Linked DNA regions of Mus musculus: regions 1 and 2 are each linked to region 3. A link is a contact called in public promoter capture Hi-C data. All regions are on one chromosome and are shown on one strand. The core of a region is the stretch at or near the end of the contact, and the rest is flanking DNA. Distances in the headings are between cores, read along the strand shown.

Region 1 (2,956 bases), core at 99-2,598, 2.5 Mb before region 3:
CTTGCATTGAAGATGACTTGGGCTGGAGAGATGGCTCAGCAGCTAAGAGAGCTTTCTGCCTTTACAGAGGACCAGAGCTTGGCTCCCAGCACACACACTGGACAGCTCACAACTGCCTATAACTACAGTTCCAGGAGGATCTGATGCCCCCTCTGGCATGTGTGGGCACCTGCAACCACACACAGAGATAAAAATAAACACAGAAGAATTCTTTCTGTAAGAAAAGACGACTGACCCCTGGGTGTGTCTTCACAGTGAGTCTCCTGTAGGACTTCTTGCAGCTGGTAATAGATTTCTAGGTCTCAACAAAGGTCTAGGTGACCCTGCAGCATCCACAGCAGGAAGGAGTAGGGACCTACAGGCACCAGATGCCCGGTTCCTGTGGCCGGTTCCCTGATTTTCCAGAAAGGATGCAACCCCCGCACCTCCAGCCAGCCCAGTTTGGGCGTCCAGACCCTGCTTATTCCTAGCATGAGTCAAGAATGCTAGGCATGAAGACTGTCCCATCTCTGGCTTGGCATGTGTGGGTTACAGGAGCCCAGAACATCTGCACCACGACAGCTTTCTTCTCCCTCAGCCTTCAGCCTCAGCCGAGAGCAAAAGAAGCACTTCCTGTCCAGTATACAGAGTGATGAACCGTGCCTGACGTTATACGTGAGCACTGAGGCTGAAGAGAGAAGAGTGAGCGCATGCGCGGATGTAATGGCTTGAGGGGTGGCAGGTGTAGTCTAACCCTTGTACCTGCTGGGAAAGAAGTAGGGGAAGGGGTAATTGCTGAGCTGCGGTTCCTGTGAAATGGTGTATCAGTGTATGAACGTGAGTGTGCACACTTATAAATGTGTTAGGGTAGAGAGTGTGAGCCCATGGAAGTGCATTTTGAATAGGTGTGCGCACGTGTCTGTGTAAACAGGTGCGAGAGGCCTGAATGCATGAATGTTTGTTAGAAAGATCAGGCGCGTGTGCACAGGACAAGTGAGAGCTTCGGGACCCTCAGTGATGTGCCAGTGCGTGCCTTCGGAAGGGGCGTTCAATCTGCCTTTTAGGTCCCTTCCCACGCCACCCTCTTGCTTTGGAGGTCCCCTTCCTCTCTTCCCAAGCACAGGGGCAGCACAAGATGAAGGAGTATGGAAAGGCGAGTCCAAGACAGATGTTATGATTAAGGTGGTCGCTGGCGAGCCCGACTCCCAGCTACAGGTGTCTCTGCGGGACCCCTGGCAGAGCACAGCCGGAGGTCTTCCCGGAGGAGGCGCCCGGGGCTGGCAGCGGGCGGCGCGCATTCCTCAGCCCTGAGTCAGGCGGCCGCCCCTCTGCCGGGCCCGCCCCCGGCGCGCACGCCCCTCGGCCCGTGGCATTCCCAGGCGGACGGGTCGGGCCGGCGCGCGGGCGGCGCAGGCAGGGACTAGGCGCGGGCGCCCTCCCGGCCCGCAGCGGCGGCAGCAGCCGGTGCAGACCCTTCTGAGGACCCTACGGCGGTGAGTGGCGGCCGGGGTCTTTGCGCGGGGTTCCGGGCGGGCGAGTGCGGAGCTTGCGTTCTGGCGCGTGTCCGCCGATCGCTGGCAGTCGGTGCGCGGAGTTTCCCGAGCGCCGGCGCAGGCGGCGCGGCCCGGATTCCAGCCCGGCGCCCCACAGAAATAGCCCGTGGTCGGATCGGCGCGGCCTGGCGGGCGGGGCAGCGGAGTAGCAGCCCCGCCGGGTCCCCGGGGACAGGAGTCCGGGGGCCGCAGCCGCCCTGAGCGGCCCCTCCGCTGCCAGCCCCCACACCCCATGCCCTCCGTGCTCCCAGGGCCCCGAAGGTGGCGTCTGAAACTCTGCACAGAGAGCGCGACTTCGGGCCACAGGGTCCGCTTCCTCCCACTCACGGGAGTAACAGTGGCAGCTGCGGGCCGGGGAGCTCGGCTGGGCCTGCTCGGCCCGTTTCAGCCCGGTTCGCATCGGCAAACTCGGGAAGTGCCTCCAAAGACATCTCCTGCCCTGTACAGTGGCCCCGGGGGCGAGCCCGAGGCCACAGTCGGGATCTTGAAGTAGGCCTGGGCGCGGTGGGGTGACCGCGGACCCCAAGGGCTCAGGGATAGGCGAGAGGGCCTGTCTGTCCTGCTGGGAGCACGCTAGTAGAGCTGGGTGGAGAACGGTCAAGGGACTCCCCCTAGGCTTTCTTTCCGCTCAGATAGTCCGGACCAGAGTTCCTGCTCCGTGTGCCTCTTGGAGTAGTGTGTCTGTCTGCGTGGGCGGGGCCTGGATCCGGAGGCCCCCCGCTCTGTCCTGGGAAAGCCCCCCCTCCCCACTTCCTGTTGAAGCCGGGAGAAGATTCTAGGATGAAACTGGCTTTTCAGGTTTAGACCAGCTAAGAAGTCGGGGCAGTCCCAGGCTAGGTGCTCCCCACCTCCATGGGGCGAGCCTCAGCCCCTTGCCCCCGCCCTTAAGCCTAGAGGATGCTGGGGAACTCAGCAGCTGGCCAGTTCTCAAGAGGTTGCAGAGGCTGAGCCCTATGCTTACCAGGGTCATTCTGGGCAATCCGGGTAAGAGGGCAAGGGTGTCGGGTAGGTCCAGTACAGTACAGGGTAGGGTAGTACAGGTTCTGGCACCAGTCCACAGAACTCCAGGCAGCCTCCATGGCTGGCTAGCTCCTCTGCAGGAGCCTTACTGGGAAGTCCACTTGGGTGAGCCAGTATAGCTCCCCTCGGGGTCTAGAGGTGCTGGTTTGGGTCTCCCATTAAGGGACAGTCAGGGCCCTCCCTCCTATCGCCCTAGCTCTAGTCCTCAGCGGAGCCCCTTCCCTTGCCCAGCCCCAAGTGCTCTGCAGCCGTTGGAGCTAAGGATCCCTCCCAGTTCCCTGGCAGACCTGGCCGAGGTGCTGAACTCCCTTGAGGCCCTGTGACCTCAGGCAGTAAAAAGCCTCTCTGAGTCAATCTGTAAAATGGGAGGACAGGAGTGATTACTTCTGCCACCGGTTATAACA
Region 2 (3,074 bases), core at 137-2,636, 2.2 Mb before region 3:
TTGCTTTGCACTAGCACTCCAAACCCGTAATCCCCCATTTATTATTTTTAGGATCAGAATCTCACAATAAAAAAAAGACAACCTAATGTCTCACGTCTTTCCTCCCCTGTATCTCAAATATGTTTGCTTGAAGTATCTTATTTATAGCTAACTCAAAGATCACAGCTTATCACCCTACGTATCTCTGATTTGGAATTCTGGTCTCTCTGAATGGAAAAGAACCTAAAAAAAAAAACCTCTTAAAATATTGATATGAATCCAATTGGGCTTATTTCAAGGAAGGAATAAAAAAGGAAAAAGGTAAAAATCAAGTCTTTGGTTAGTAAAATAGGCGCTTTCTTTTTCCAAAGGAAAATGTTCATGAATGACAAAAACACAGCTTCTCAAGCATCTATGGATATAGAAGAATAAGCATTGTGCGGAGTAAAAATATATATATATAAAATTTAACAATCACATATGGTCTTCCTCAGCAGTTTAGATTCACATAAAAATTAGAATAGGATTAAGGGGTGAATACGTTCTTTTCTTGGCAGCTTGGTTAAAAAAATCAGGAATAATTTAAGAACATTATATATTATATATTTATATATAGATAGATTATATTAGGTTATCTGGGGCGGGAGGTGAATTTCTGGTTGCCAAAGAGGAAATCAGCCTTGACTAAAGGAAAGATGATTGCAGGGAGATTTCTGCTGTTCCTGGTCCTGTTTCTGTTCTTTTGTAGGGTGCAGTGTGGGCCTCTGGGGCTGTTCCTTGGGCTCCGGGTGCAGATCTTGCTGCGTTTGCTGTTCTTGGGCTCCCCTCGGCCTCCTTTCCCCCATGAAAGGGGTTGGAAACACCCGTTTCTCCCTCTGGGGGGTGTCGCGATCAGGAGGGATTAGCGAGACTGGACAAGGGCAAGCTGGCGGCCCGGGGGTGCGGGGAGCAAGGGGGCGACCTGGAAGGTCCTGCGGTTTCTGCCTCTTCCCCTCTCTGCGGCTCCGGGATTTTTTTCCCTCATGGGACCCAGGGGCGGTTTGTTCAGTTCTCTCAGTTCGATTCTCCGCCGGGGGGAGGGGGAAGGGGGATGGACAAAAAGGAAAACCCCGCTACCGTAGTTACTCTACAGGAGAAAAGCCTCCCCCCTCGGCTCGCGCTCTCTTTTCCCCTAGACTGATTGGAAACTATAATTTAGAAGGCTTTTGTTTCTCCTCACGGTTGCTGGGCCGCCGCCGCCGCCGCTTTTCCCCGGTCCCGCAGTCCCAGCTGTCGTCGTTGCGGACTCCGTCTGGCTCTTCTTTTTCTTCCTTCTTCCTCCTCGTCTTCCTCTGCTGTCGCCGCTGCCGCCGCCGCCGCCGCCGCCACTGCCTCCGGTGCCCAGGTCCCGCAGCCGCGGCTGAGTCCTTCTCCTCAGGACCGAGCCGAGTGAAATGACAACCAGCTGGAAAGACCGAGAGACACTTCCGGTTCGATGAGGGAGGGGCGGGGTGCTGCGGAGGCCACGCCTAGCAGCCGGAAGACCAATCCGACACCACAATCCCGACTAGGCCACGCCTCCCAGCCTCAGAGCTCCACCCAGGAAGGTCTCTGGTCATCTCAGAGCCGCCTCTTCCGCCTGCGCCTCGCCCAGCGGGGCCGGCGTCGGCCTCGGGTCTGCGCACCCAGTGCAAGCGGTGCACCGCCATCTTTTTTATGGGCAAAGATTCCTTTGCGATTTATGTTCCCAAAGCAGGCTTCTTAGGAAGTCCGTAGAGAGACGCTCGGAAGAGAATGGACATCTTGCACACTGAAACACTGAGCTAAAGTGTTGGGGGTCGAAGTGGCAACCCATGAAACCTAGAATAAACGAGAGGCCTGCCCTGAGTAAAGGTGGGTGCCCCGGGCATCACGTGCTCTGGCCCGAGCTCCGCCCCCGAGGGATGGAAGGAGAGGCGGGTTTTCCCGGCATCTGTGCTGTGCCTAGAACTGCATAGTCCTTATCCTGAACGCACGTCTCCGGAGGGATTCCCTTCAGTCTCCATTCCTCCACCCGAACCACCTACTCTCCCATCCTCCCTTTGAGATGCAGATGCTGTAGGCGTCCATGGCTGAGCCACCAACTATTAGCTTTCTACTCCACCTTCCAAGCAGAACGGAGGGATTTTTCTAAAAACGAAATTCCAGTCACGGTCCTGTTGTGCTCATACCTTTTTAAAAATGGCAGTCCGTTACCTGGAGAATAAAGACCAAACTCCGTATTGTCCTGTGGGCAGTATTCTCTGTGCCTTTTTCCACGCCTTTGTCGTCTCCTCTTGGCAAACTCTCATTTCGTTTTAGGAGTAAGTCTCCAACCTACCTACTCTGCCTTCGGAATCTCTTTTTACAGGCATACATGACCCTCGATACCGCTCATGCTTTTATATGGCATTATATTACATTGGTGGCTTATGTCTCTAAATCAGTGCTTAAAACAGTAGTTCTCAACAACTGGGTTGTGATGCCTTCAGGGAGGTGTCCAATGACCCTTTCACAGGGATTGCCTAAGACCCTCAGAAAACACAGATGTTCACATTACAATTCATAACAGTAGCAAAATTACAGTTATGAAGTAGCAACAAAAGTAATTTTATGGTGGGGAGGGGTCACCACAGCACGAGTAACTGTATGAAAGGGTCGCAGCATTAGGAAGGTTGAGAGCCACTGCTCGAAAGATTTGACATTGAAGATTGGAAGCACCAGAGAGGAATCTTGAATGGAGACATACATAGAGAAAAGCAGCAAGAATGAAATCTTTTCTGAAAGGTCTGATATTCAAATCTGAATTCATCATTTAGTTTCTTATGCCATTTGGTTTGGAGCTCACATGTTGGTTATTTGCTGTCTACTCAAGGCCTCCCTGTCTTTGCCTTTGTATAGGCCTACTATCGTTTACTCTGCTGGGGCCTGAAGTAATATATTGTCCTCAGCATAAGTTTTAGATATGTGTTGAATAAATGTTTCCTTTGGGAAATGGAAACTGAAGAAAAAACTAAGATAGAGCCCAAAGTAATTCCAACAAAATCATATATCTATATCTATATCTATCTACCCAGTATGGTGACACACACCTTTAA
Region 3 (3,139 bases), core at 417-2,916:
TTCCTGACCAGGAATCCACAGGTTTGCCCCTTTTTAAGGTCAACCATTTTGCCTTTTCTCTACAAGTCAATCTCGATGCATTTAAAGGCTAAGAGATGCCATTAAATTTGGCAATTTCTTTTACAGCACAACTGAGGCCCTGGATAACTATGCCCCATCGGAACAAAATGCCCAGATCTCGTTTCTCAGGCTGGTGTAGGAATCACCACATTAAACACAAATGAACTGGGCGGTGGCAGAACTTCACCAAAAGTCTCTCCTTCCCTTTTCTCCTGGAACCACGCCACTGGAGGCGCTCGCTCCCCCTTCACCGCAGTTGGGTTACTGTATAGACGTTAGCAGCTCGGCCAGTTCCCCACCAATAAAGGGAGAAAGAAACAGGGGATTAGTGCAAGGGGATCCCCCGACGCCCGGCAGGAAGGAAGGCAGGCCCTAAAAAATAAAAAAACTGTAGAGTGGTCGACAAACGCCCATCCTTTAAATAAAGGGATTAGGGCACCACAGCCTTCCCATTCCCACCTCCAAGCCCAGCCCAGCCCAGCCCAGCCCAGCCCAGCCCAGCCCAGCCCAAGGAATCCACCATCCTAGTTCTTCAACACACTCCTAGCTGCTGATAGGCGAGAACTTCGTGCTGGAATGGGAACCAGCGACTTGGCAGCGGTGCACGTGCTCCCCGAAACCCCGACAAACAATGAAGGCACCCAGGCTTCCGAGGCCGCCCCACCCTTCTGCCCGCCTCCCGCCAGCGGGGGCGCCATCACCCTGCCACTCGTAGACAAAGCCCTAGGGTCCCGAGCAGCCCTGCCCGTCCCCTCCTCCCCCGGGCCAAGACACAAAAGAGGGAGGGGCGTAACGCGCAGCAGCACTCACCCACTGAGCCCGAGCCCCTGCGCTTGGGCGCGGCCGGCGTGGAAGGGGGCGCGGCGGGCTCCGCTAGGGGGCTCGCGCCGGCTGGCGCCGGAGGCCGCGCTGGAGGCTCGTCGTCCTCCGGGAGCTTGGAGGGCAGGACTGCGGCAGCGGGCGGCAGGGATGGCGCGGACGCCGCGGGGCTGCGTTCCCAGGACGGCTGCCTCTCAGGGGCGGTGGGGGGCGCGGCCGGCAGCGGCCCGCGGGGCGCGGGGGGCACCGAGTCGCTGCTGAAGTCCAGCAGCGGTGCGGCGGCGGGGGGCACCGGAGCCGCGGACAGCCCGGCTGCGGGCTTCCTCTCCAGCACCTCCAATTCCTCCAGGTCCTCGTCGTCCTCCTCCTCCTCCTCGTCTTCCTCGTCCTCCTCGTCCTCGGGCTCCGTCACGAACTGGTACTTGAAAGCGGGCGGGGGCCGGGGCGGGCTATCCGCGGACGAGGAGACCAGCGACGACTGGTCTATGTCTTCCATGGTCGGCGATGATGCTGCAGCTACTGCCGCCGCGGGCCACTTCTCCTCAGAGCCGCGGGCGGTTGTGGGGGTTGGGCAGGACTGGCAGAGGCCGGGCTGGCCGAACCAAGCCGAGGAACCCGCAAAGGCGACAGCTCCAGGAACAATAAGACTTCTCCTCCTGCCTCCGCGCTCGAGATGCGCCACCCGCCCTGTCCTCAGTTGCAGCAGCCGCCGCCGCCCAGATGAGCAACTGAGAGAGGAGGGCAGACTCTCCGCCCAGTTTGGCGTGACTCACCTTCCCGGCAGGGGAGGGCTGGCTGGCGCGGGGGACAGAGAGCCAATAGGCTGCGGGATAGAGAAGATGGATCACGGGGTTGTCCAATAGAAATAGGGTGCAGGCGGAGCCTGCCATACTTCCTTGGTGGCGTTCGGAGGGCGGGGTTTGGAGCTGGGATCCACCCCCACCTAGTGTAGTTGGGGAATGGGGCGGGGACTTGGCCTTGCCTACAGCGGGATTTTAGTCTACCAAAAGGGGGCGGGCTGCGGTCCCAGGATTTGGAGAGTTTTCCAAGAAGCCTGTGGAAGGGCGTTATCCTGGGGACCTAGGAGTGGAAAGTTTCCTCCCCGAAAAGGGAAAAAAAAAAAAAAAAGTGGAGAAAGGTACTAACAAGACTGAATTAGGTCTTACGGATTTTTTTAGATAAAAGACTTATTTTCAGACATGGTCCCAACGCATAACTACCACCACCTCAAAAGGAGAAAGAAAAACAAAACATTTATTTGACACTTTCAAGTTCCCTCCCTTTCTAGACTGCAGGCCTGGAATGAGGTAGGCAAAACAGCTGTGCTAGATTACCCGGAGCTCTGGGCTCACTGTTTAGAATGCTTTCGGCCTTGCATTCTGCTGGACTCTAAAAGTGCACGGAGAATGAGTCACCAGAAAGGGAGAAGGGGGAAGGAACGTTGAAATAGATGCCTTGGAAGGCAAAATTGGTTCACTATTTTTCACTCACCTCAGGCTGATGAGTCAACATCCCGGATGATTCAGGCTTCCTAGGAGTCGGGAAGCCCTACACTCACTGGTTTGATATGCTGGAATGGCATGTCTCCTGATGTGCGGTCCCCCCCACCCCCACCCCCCCAAAGCTACACTTTAAAGAAAACGGTAGCCAGGTGTGGTGGCACATGCCTTTAATCCCAGCACTTGGGATGCAGAGGCAGGTGGATTTCTGAGTTCGAGACCAGCCTGGTCTACAAAGTGAATTCTAGGACAGCCAAAGCTACACAGAGAAACCCTGTTTCAAAAAATCAAAAGAAAGAAAGAAAGAAAGAAAGAAAGAAAGAAAGAAAGAAAGAAAGAAAGAAAGAAAACGGTAGAACATAGAAAACTTTGCTTCAAGGTTTGCAGAGTCCCTTTATCTTTCTTATACACTTTTCAAAAATACTGGCTGCATGCCTACTCTGGAGAGAGGATTGCCTGCATTCCAATTGTTCAGTCTACATGTGCACTGTCTAGTACTGAAGCAACTGGCTGCTTTTAGCTCCTGAGCACTGAAATGAAGTGTGTTCTGTGAATAAAATACACACTACATTCCCAGAATTTATAAGAAATGTTATAATTTCTGTTTCACATTGGTTTTATGTTGGCATTGATAGTATTTTGGATATAGTGGGATGAGTACACTATATTATCAAGTTCACTTGTATTCTTTTTGAAGCAGCTTGTAGAAACTTTTAAATGCATGTTCTAATAACTAAGATATTTGATTGCCATGGATTTTG

What was found. Promoter capture Hi-C pulls out the DNA fragments that hold promoters and counts their contacts.
Region 1: a promoter capture Hi-C map of pre-B cells shows a contact between it and region 3. The contact joins the promoter of Rhbdf1 here to the promoter of Rtn4 in region 3. A contact is called at or near these places in 2 of 39 promoter capture datasets (liver and pre-B cells) and 1 of 115 datasets of contacts at active chromatin or transcription factors (astrocytes).
Region 2: a promoter capture Hi-C map of pre-B cells shows a contact between it and region 3. The contact joins the promoter of Cpeb4 here to the promoter of Rtn4 in region 3.

What each region holds. Positions count from the first base shown.
Region 1 is chr11:32,220,685-32,223,640 of GRCm38.p6, reverse strand. It overlaps Rhbdf1 (rhomboid 5 homolog 1), which reads left to right and starts at 1,348. Exons shown (of 18, transcript NM_010117.2): 1 at 1,348-1,472.
Region 2 is chr11:31,869,252-31,872,325 of GRCm38.p6, reverse strand. Cpeb4 (cytoplasmic polyadenylation element binding protein 4) reads right to left here and starts at 1,386. Exons shown (of 10, transcript NM_026252.4): 1 at 1-1,386. The coding sequence starts at 38.
Region 3 is chr11:29,691,425-29,694,563 of GRCm38.p6, reverse strand. It overlaps Rtn4 (reticulon 4), which reads right to left and starts at 1,666. Exons shown (of 9, transcript NM_194054.3): 1 at 871-1,666. The coding sequence starts at 1,375.